Linked DNA regions of Anas platyrhynchos: region 1 is linked to region 2. The links are chromatin contacts, called in public Hi-C maps. All regions are on one chromosome and are shown on one strand. Each heading gives the region's core, a stretch centred on a gene start, on an enhancer-like site or on the middle of the called end of the contact. The rest is flanking DNA. Distances are from core to core; before and after follow the strand shown. Region 1 overlaps CACNA1C (calcium voltage-gated channel subunit alpha1 C). Region 2 overlaps CACNA2D4 (calcium voltage-gated channel auxiliary subunit alpha2delta 4).

Region 1 (4,810 bases), core at 1,053-3,552, 530 kb before region 2:
TGGGTAATTCTTACAATTCTGTCAGATCTGGTACCTCTCAGCTTTCATGGAAGCTGCTCAATGGAGTGGGGAAGTTTCCTTCCTACGTGTCCCTATGTGTGAGGGAAGTCTACCTGTCTGCAGGTTCAAGAGAGCAGCACACAAAATGTTGAAACGCCATTTTGACAAAAAATTGAAGTAACAGGGCTATGAGCAAAGAGAGGAGATGAGAAGAGCTGTTTTTTTTGTTGGAAGGCAGGAGGTCAGAAAGCACTCTAGTGACCTAGATCCATGTGAAGGAGAGATGTATGATCTTCAGGCTGATGAGATGGTTAAACCAGAGGTTTGAGCATTTGCTAAGGATTAGATTTCCAACTCAGAATTTGCTGATAGAAAAGGGAATAGAATTACAGAATAATCTATCTAACCCTGGCATTGCCATGATCATCGTAACCCCCATCTGGGTAGGTGCTGGGAAATCATTTTTAATGCTTTATGTAGCTATGTAACACTAGCGTAATAATCTCAAGTGATTTTCTGTATAGCATAGGTAATCCTGTAAAGATCTTGTCCACTTGAACAAGTTAGGTATTAAAGGCAAAGCAGCAAGTTTAAAGAATGAGCCCAGCAGATTAAATGACAGCTGTAATTACTAGGGGCAATTGAGATAACCTATGATAATTCAAGAAATGATTAGTTTTATTTTTCAGACTGGGGGAGGGTGGATGGAGTCTGTGAAAAGATGTGATTATAAAAACAGGAAACAAATTAAAATAAGGTCACAGAGGTGAGATTAATTTTGTTAGAAATTCTTTCTGAATTGTGAAACTAAGAAGCCCGTCATGTTTAAAGGCCTCTGGAAGTAATTATGCCTGCCTTTCTATAGTTTGGTCTCTCGTCCCAGATGGCTGACTTGTCTGAGATCTTTGATTAACACAGAAGTGGAAACTGAAGCTTAGTTTGAAAAGCACAGCAAATGAGGCTGGGACTGTCACAGACCATGCCTGCATCGCATGCTGTCTTCAATGGTCTGTATGCAACATCAGTTCCTTGCACAGATGAATGCTCGGGCTGGTTCCAAGTTCATTTTGCAAACTGAATAGGATATTGTATTGATGCAGCTTCCTGAAGAACTGGCACAGACACAGGGTCGGTACATTGGTTCTGATCCCATATTTGCCTTCACGGGTGTAAATCAAATGCTGCTCTTTACAACCCAATGGAGTTAGGCCAGTGTGAAAGTGATGCAAGAGAAAAATGGGGTTTGTTCATTGCAGCATGGCCACGAGCCCACTGAAACAACTCTTCTAAGCCAATGAGCAAGGCACTAATTCACCTTTTCCAGAGCTGCTGGGTGTTCCTTTGGAGTGTGGAGTGCTGGCACATTCCTTTTATTGTTTGCATATCATATTTTGCCATTAAATGGATCGATTTTTTTGGTTTTGTTGGAGCGTGTTGTGATCCTTTTGGCAGTGCATAGGCAGACAATGTGTTCCAACCAAGCAGCTGCCTTCTTACCTTGCTTGGAGAAAATGTTCTTGTAAACCTTTATAACCACACATTGATCTAGTGACATTATAGATCAGCCCCCAAAACTCTAACAGGAGGAGAAAGAAACAGTTGAACCTTTAGTACCACTTACCTGCATCCCGATCACAGCGTAGATGAAGAATAGCATCACTATTAAAAGAGCCACATAGGGGAGAGCCTAGAAACGAAAAAAAAAGAGAGCACCGTGTCTCCACCAAGCCTGGCATTACGGAGCCGGGTTCTTGCTCCTAGCTTTGGGGAAACTGGGCAGAGACTGACCGAAACGTGGAGTCTGTAATTCATCCAGCTGGCCACTAGATGCCTCTACAGGACCATATTTGCTCGCCCTCCGCGCCACCACCCTGCTGCCACCCAGCTCTGCCAGGCTCCCACTCACGGTGCTGTGGCTCTGCCTCTTGCAAGTCGCTCCTGCCCTTGGCAGTGAGGTAAGACAGGCCAGAAACAGCGTCCACAGCTGCTTACCATGAAGAGAAAACTACTGTAACCGATTTGATTCTGTCCCAAATGGCAATGTCCTTTGACTGTATTTTTCTTGGATCCAGTCTGGTGAAAGTGAAAATGCAACAGCTGCCCAGATCCAAATTCAAGGCTCCTACAAGGGCTGGTGCCATCCTAAGTCTCTAAATCGGCATCAGCTTTGTCTTCTGCTCAGTGTTAGGTGTCTGTGAGGGTGTCTGCAGCTCTCTAAGTGTCTGTGATCAGCTGTTGAAGAGGAAATGCAGAACCCTGATTTGCAGAGCTGCCTCGGGAGGGAGAGGCCAGTGCAATCAGCAAAGTGTTGAGTGCTATCGGTTTCCTCCACCACTAGCAGGAATCAAGGGCACACAGCTCAGGGCCTCGCTGTCTTGGGTCTTTGAGAAGGAATTTTCTACTCTGTTGCTTTTGAAATATAGTGCTCAGGCCAGGGATTTCCAGACCTTACTTCAGAGGCAATGGGCGGATGTATTCATCCTGAGAATGCCAGTAGAGCCCCTGGGCTGGATTTTGAACATCCCATTTCATGGAGTATAAAAAGCCTACAACATCATTATTATTTTAAAATGTGATGTTATTTGTACATTTCCAGTTTATGTCTAAATTGACAATTTTCACTGACCACCATGGGGATTTGACTAAAATATGCAGAAATCACCTCAAAGACATCTGAGTATCAAAATGGCCATAATTTAAACCTTTAATCAGTGTCTGTAATAATCATCTCAAGACCCAGAGGGAGATTCCTCTGTGTTTTATAGGGTCAGATGAATCTACATGGCTACCCCACAATGCCAGTGGAGATGCACTAGCTCAGAACTGGGCTCCACACATTTTGTGATGATCTAGTTGGGACGTGATTCACAGAGAACCTCAGTAGAGCTCCCAAGGTAGTGTCCAGACAGGACCTCAAGGACATAACCTTACCAGTTCTGTCTTTCACACAGGGCTTGGAAGAGTGTCTTCCCTCCTGCTCTCCATTTTCTTTCCATGTTTTTCTGCTCAGCCTATTGATGCATCTTCACACTCATGTCTGCTCCTTATTCCCCATGGCTCCTTCAGCTCCCCATCTCCCACATTCCACTCTCCCGTCTGTGTCCTCCTCCAGCCCCATCTTTCCCTGGCTTTACCACTCTGTCCTTTTGATTCCCACGGCCTTGCCTTGCCCTCAGCACCCCTCTCACTTCCTACTCCTCCCGCTTGCCAGCCTGCTCTTTGCTGGAGGAAACCCTGACGAGCATTTTCCCACCACACACTCCTCTGAGCAGTGCTCCAAGCTACATATAGGGCGTTAGGTGCACAGAGCACATCGTAGTTACAATGGGATCTGAACTCCTCCATGAGTCCATTGCCTATGAGGCTGCCCTGTGCGAACGACAACACTTCCTGGAAGCATGTGGGGACACGGAGCAGAGCTTGTGCCAGACAAAGTCTGCAGGGATCCCAGATTTTCATGGTGAGAGTGGCTGAGTTGGGAGCTCAGTGCCGGGGCTATTCTTAGCTCCTAAAGCAACCTCCCAGAATTTGCAAGAGGAGGAGCTCTAAGCAGAGAATACCATGTTATAAACAGCGAAAGGCTTTAAAGGGAAAAGACGCTTGCAGGTTTTTTTTTTTTTTTAATTCCCCCTGCTGTGGAAGATACCTCCCTTGATACTTTCTCCCACCACCTTTCAACCCTGCCTAAAAGTGACTCTCCAATCAAAGAGGTCTGGAGGTCACTGGAGGGAAGTACCAGGCACTCCCTTTCCCATCCATCTCATCCTCTCCAGCCAAGAGCCCTGGCAAGCTGAGCTCAGGATAAGGGCGAGCTATTGCTATGGAGGCTGGAGGAGCGCAGGGGGCATGGGGAGGGGAAGCAGGAACTGGAAAGTGTGACTCTGTCCCCTGCATCGGGGATGCTGAGCTGTGCCAAGGGAATCTCAGTCCTATGCATGCAGACAAAATGGTTCCCACTGGAGCTGCCCAAATAACAACCTGAAATTTAGCAACCATGACAGCAATGGGAAAACGGCCCCACGGTGCAGCCGTGTCAGAAAACTGCTGTGCCATATCAGATCCTTTGGCAGTCAAGGACTGAGCAAAATGAGCATCATTTGCACAAGCCTGATGCTACAGCTACACCTGAGTACTGCACTAGAAAAGGTCCAGATTTGATCCCTGGTGTAAACATGTGCTACTCCTGCTAACAGAGACAGAAGTCAGGGTGATCCACAGCACCGCAGGCCTTGGTCTCAGCTTGTGTCATAGCTGGTGAGGTTCCAGTTTTAAAGAGTTGGTCAGCTGCTTTCTCATTTGAGTCAATAAAAATGCAATCAACCATTTAAAGCCTGAATCTGAGGGCTATGTGGTAGCTGTTTCAAGATTGCTGTGTTGTGCAAGTCACTCTTTCATGCTTTTGTCCAGTAGTGTGTCCCTACATCTCTCCTCATGTTTAGATCACCATTTGTATTACTGTGCCATCCTTCCCTGATGCTTCCTCCAGATCTGCCCTGGCTCTTGGCCAGGTTTTGCTGGCTTACTGAGTCTGGTCAAGTGGAAAATGCATTCATCTCTGCACAGCATTTTTCTGTGGGTTAGTGGCTAGTTTGGAAGCTTTTTTTTTTTCTTTTTTTTTCTTTTTTTTCTAGAAATTAGCTATCTCTTGGTGTTAGTTTCATCTCCAGAGGTGATGATTTTTATCGTCTGGCCTCCTTTGCCTTCTGCTATCTGCTCTGGTACTTCACCTAGCACTGAAATGCACCTGCTGCCAGGGTAAAAGCAGCAGCAATTTAATAATTGTCTTTGTTACCAAGGCCAAAGGTTTAGG
Region 2 (4,711 bases), core at 1,961-4,460:
TCATGGTGCCACCTGGAACTCCAGCCTGCACATATCTGCAAACACACTACAGGCTTTCTTACCCGGGCATGCAATACGTTTTCTGTTTCATACACGTGCCTGTCTGCACAAATCTCCATGCGCACAGCTTATAGGTGTTAATGTGGTTACTGGCAAGAGGAATTGCCGCCACAAGGGCTTCACACCAGCTGTCTTCATAAAGGCAGCTTTGCACAGAGAGACCTCAGACTTGGGTAGTTACTTCACTATGTGAGGAGAACTTTCACATCATGTTGCCAGGATGAGGCAAAGCAAAGCTAGGCAAGGTCCTTGCTTTATCCTCCACCTGAAATTGGCCTCTCTTAGTCTACTTCACACCTTTTTCTTCACCAGTAAGATTAGAGGGAAATAGCTCTCTTCCATCAGTTAACCTGAGGTGAAAAGCCTACTTTTTTGTCAGCGAAGCTAAAGCTTAATTCCCATCAGGAAAGATCTCCTGCTGGTATTATAGTGTTAATGGGATTACACTCTTAGCTGTGGGGAAAAAAAAATATTTCCTGGAGGTAAGCATATTGTACCGATCTATTTAGCTGAATATTCTCGCAAACCAGGCTGTAGCTTTTACCTGCAAGTTCACCTATGTTCCTGCTTGTCCCTTGCTCCTGAAACAACCTTTCCCACTTGAACTCTCCCAGCTTTGCACTGTTTGCATACAGAGATATGTGGCATGGGACTGAGAAGGTACCTGCACTCAAACACTGCCTTCCCAGTCAGAGAATACATGAGACTGAAAAATGCATGTTTTTCAAATTATAAATTAATATTAACTTCTTAAAGGATTAGTATAAAAAGTTATCTACCACTTACTGGGGTGTTTTTCTTTTCCCTATTTTCTCTCTCTCTCTCTCTCTCTTTTTTTTTTTTTTTTTAATAAATGCCAGTATAAAGAAGGAAAGAAACTGAAGCCTAAGCCAAACTACAACAGTGTAGATCTCTCAGAAGTGGAATGGGAAGACCAGGATGAAATAGTGAGTATCAGGAAGTGAATTTAGACTTTTGTAGCCCCTTCTTTCGGTTACTGTGTTGCCTGCATGGAATGAGGGGGAAGGAAAGGGCACTCCTGTTTTTTCTGTGCAGAACTGTACCTTGACTAAGAGAGACTGGTAGTCTACAAGAGGACAAGACTGATGCTCACCTACAAAGTGCTTGCCTTCCTTCTCTGTACAAGTTTTCCTTCCAATGGAACAGGGAGAGAAAGTGCTGGCAGGAGGAAAGAAGCAGTCGGAGGATGCTCCAGGGAGCTGGTCTGTCTGTACCTGGCCCACATGCCGGTGCTGGCAGCTGCACCTCTGCACATAGCTTAACACAAAGCCAAAACAGCTCAGGAGTATGGAGGCATCCCATGATGTTGCCCATCTGTGTAGTATGTGAGATAGAGCTGAAACCGCTCAACTAATGAGATCTGCAGCAAGAAAGAAAGTGCAGTTCCAAAAGAGACTAAGCTTTGCGGTCACTTCTGGTAATAGACAAAAAGCATAAGGAACATAAACACCTGAGAAAAACAGTTTTCCAGAAAACACCTTATTGCATATCTTTGGAAGCAGTGAAAACAATAGCAGACAGGGAAATGGCTAGAAAATCCCTTTTTTACTCTCTCAAGCAAAATTATTAAAAAGTAGTAAGCAAGAAACAGTGTGCACCCCAACAGCTGCATGTTGCAGTGTTTCAGAACTGGGTACCCAGATACAACGAGAAGGCAGAGAGGTTCCTCTGTAGCTGGCTTTCTTTTACTCAGAAGAATTAGGAGAGAATAGCTACTTAAGATGCTATGGTAAGAAATTAATTTGGAGTAAGATAGAATTAGCTGTGGGACATGTTTCTGGATTACAGGGGAGACTGCTGAGATAAAGGGATCTGATGCTATAGATATCACACAAACAGGTGGGACAAGCGAAGTGTCCAGCAAGAGGATTACAGCAGCTACTGCTGCAAGCACAGGGCAAGCAGAAAGGGTCTCACCGGCAGAACTCAGCAAGTGGAAGGGTGGCAGACTGGGAAAGAAAACACAACGGGACTGTGTGTGAGACACGGAAAGTAAGACAAAAATAAGAGATTTTACATGCAGTGATCTTGACGGGTTATCTATGTCTTTTTATGGGTTTACTAATGTCTTCTAGCAGCTCTGCCACTGAAGATGCTTTTAGAGATATTCCTCTCTACAGTTTGCTATTTTACAACATTAAAAAAAAAAAAAAACAAAAAACATTGATACCTGAATGCAGATATGATTCAGCGTAAGGTTTCTGCCCTTAGGCAATCAGAATAAAACTATCCAGAGTGAAACTATACATCAAAAGAGGCATACAAAACAAAGCCACTTTGTGTTCCTGTACTGCATCTTCCAGAAGAAAGAAAGGTTGCAGTCACTGATATCTGCAGTGTGACTTCAGCAAGTTGAGAGTCTCTCAAGATACACCCACTGCAGCAGAAAGATGCCAACGTTTCAACACTCAGATTTGCAGCTATGGTATTAGATCAATGACAGACTCAACATCAGTTGCAGTATAATCTCAGCAACACTGATAAGCAGCAAAATCAGACTGGAAAAATATGCCCAAGTGCTAATGATGTGTAATACAGCCAGCTGCTGGAAAGAAAAAGGGAGGGAACACGGCACTGTCTGTAAAACAGAAATTCATGTACAACAGTGCTATTTGCAGCTGGGCAGCAAGGAAGTTTGGGGTTGCTTTTAAAGTTACACGGGGCTATTCTTAGCGTGAAGGGACCAGGGATTGTGGGGTCCTGCCCAGCAGTCTGGAAGCTGCCACCCGAACAAGTTTCTGCAGCCTTGACAGAACATCTGAAGAAGAAATTAGCCTGCAAAGAAGTTGAGACTGAGTGGCCAAACACCTAGATGTTATGAGAGCTCCCAGGTAAACCGTATGTCTGAGCTGGTTTGAAACCACATCAGTAGACAGGGGAAAGGAGTCAGCAGCAAACAACCCCTCCATCCAAATTCAGCTACACATTTGTCAAAGTGAAGGCCGACCGCTGCCAGGAGTGTCCTGTGTAATGAGGACTGAGCATTACAGGGACTCCCAGACACCAGGACTGTGGCTGATTGAGTTCTCCATGCAGGAGAAGCTGTCGAGGAAGAAGCAGCAAGCTTGGGCTGTGCCACTGACCTACAGACACTGTCACCTCAGCACTGGGCACAGGCCTGGCGCTGGAGCTGAGGAGATCCAAGGAGATCTCATATCCTCTGGTTTACTTCTCCACTGCCTCGTGGGGCAAGGAAAGACGGCTGGCATTCGAGAAGATCTGGATGAAACAGCAATAACCGAACTAAACCCAGAACCCAGAGAAATTGCCGCAGGCTGTCAGGCCAGAACAGAGCATGCCGTGGCTCTGGCAGGAGGTCAAACTCTCTTAGCAAGAAAGGAGTTACAGAACCAGGCAGTGTTTTGATTTCCAAGACATGGGCCTTGGAAAACACAGGCTTTATATTCTAGGTCTGTAAATAACCCACATCAAACAGCCATAATAAATAGAGCTGTGGCCTTGTAAAGCAACTGCAGTTGAGTCTGGCCAGCACCTGAATGGAAGCTTGTCTCTGGAAGTACGGAAGCAATTTGTGTGAATGAATAAGCTACTTCCCACCTTTTTTTCTATCCAGGCTGAAGCAATAGGCTGATATGCTCTGGCAGGCTGGACCTGAAGTCAAACCCTCTGCACTTATGGAAAAATTTCCTGGCTCTTTCTTGCAAGAGGCTGGGAGTCACTGTGAAAATTACATTTTGCCTTTGGAACCTGAATTGAATGAAGTGGTCTTCTCACTGCCTCCCTGGCTATCACACAGCCTTGCTTTGCTGTGTTAAACAGCTGCTTTGCTGAACTCAGAAGTGGTGCTGAATGCAGCCTATAATTTATAAATCAGTTTTAAAAGATGCCAAAGAGCTTTGTACTCGGTCTGGGGGAGCCAGCGGGTTTCTCAGGTGTCTCTTCTTTCAGGCTCTTGGAGCACAGTGCTAATGACTTGCTGGCTGCCAAATGGTGAAGTCTGAAATGTGGACTGTCAGTTTCATAGCTTCCAGGTCCTTTCCTTTAGCTCAAAAGACATATCAACAAGCTTTCAGCATAAGCCATTATTATTCCGTGTTACCGACTGAACAAGGATCCTGACCACTGAGAACAGGTTTTCAGTTTAAAAGAAGCAAGAAAGCTGTGAAGAGAAAAAAAAAAAAATGACAGTCACTCTTTCCTGTCACAGCCCCTGTATATTAATGTCAAGCAGCTCTATTAATTCCTGTCCTGCTCTGCCCAGAGATGCTAATGTTGATCTCGTTCACCTCTGCAGCTGAGAACTGCCATGATCAATGGAGAAACGGGCTACCTCTCTATGGATGTGAAGGTCCCTGTGGATAAGGGGGTAAGAAATTATCAGGCTCGGGTCACGTGGAGGGAAGGGAGGGGAAATGGATGCTGAAGAACCATGAAGGATGTGGTTTTAATGCTCAGCATTTCAGAGTGTGAGGATTTTATTGTTTCACCGCATATATAACACATGTGCTAAAGGCATAAAATAGAACGTCGTTAGAAGTGCTCTTTATACCTACCGGCATTCCGTCTGTGCAAAGGTGCTGGAAACGCCTCACAGCTCCCTGCTCTGTCCAGGCAAAGCCAAAAAATCATCTTGTACATTGTTTATAGGGCTGTGAAATGAATCGGAGAT

What was found. Hi-C and Micro-C count contacts between places; a contact is called where the count stands out from the background.
Region 1: a contact with region 2 is called in a Hi-C map of liver, with 2.8 times the contacts expected there. The contact joins two enhancer-like sites. A contact is called at or near these places in 2 of 8 Hi-C or Micro-C datasets (liver and subcutaneous adipose tissue).

What each region holds. Positions count from the first base shown.
Region 1 is chr1:65,049,418-65,054,227 of IASCAAS_PekinDuck_T2T, reverse strand. CACNA1C (calcium voltage-gated channel subunit alpha1 C) reads right to left here. Exons shown (of 48, transcript XM_072039979.1): 34 at 1,622-1,687. Among named protein-coding and RNA genes, the nearest start is that of IL17RA, 30 kb to the left of the region's middle. Within about 2 kb of position 2,302, at least 6 of the 8 cell types and tissues checked have an H3K27ac peak or open chromatin away from gene starts, as enhancers often do.
Region 2 is chr1:64,517,145-64,521,855 of IASCAAS_PekinDuck_T2T, reverse strand. CACNA2D4 (calcium voltage-gated channel auxiliary subunit alpha2delta 4) reads left to right here. Exons shown (of 39, transcript XM_072039791.1): 18 at 921-1,007; 19 at 4,337-4,408. Among named protein-coding and RNA genes, the nearest start is that of CACNA2D4, 39 kb to the left of the region's middle. Within about 2 kb of position 3,210, at least 3 of the 8 cell types and tissues checked have an H3K27ac peak or open chromatin away from gene starts, as enhancers often do.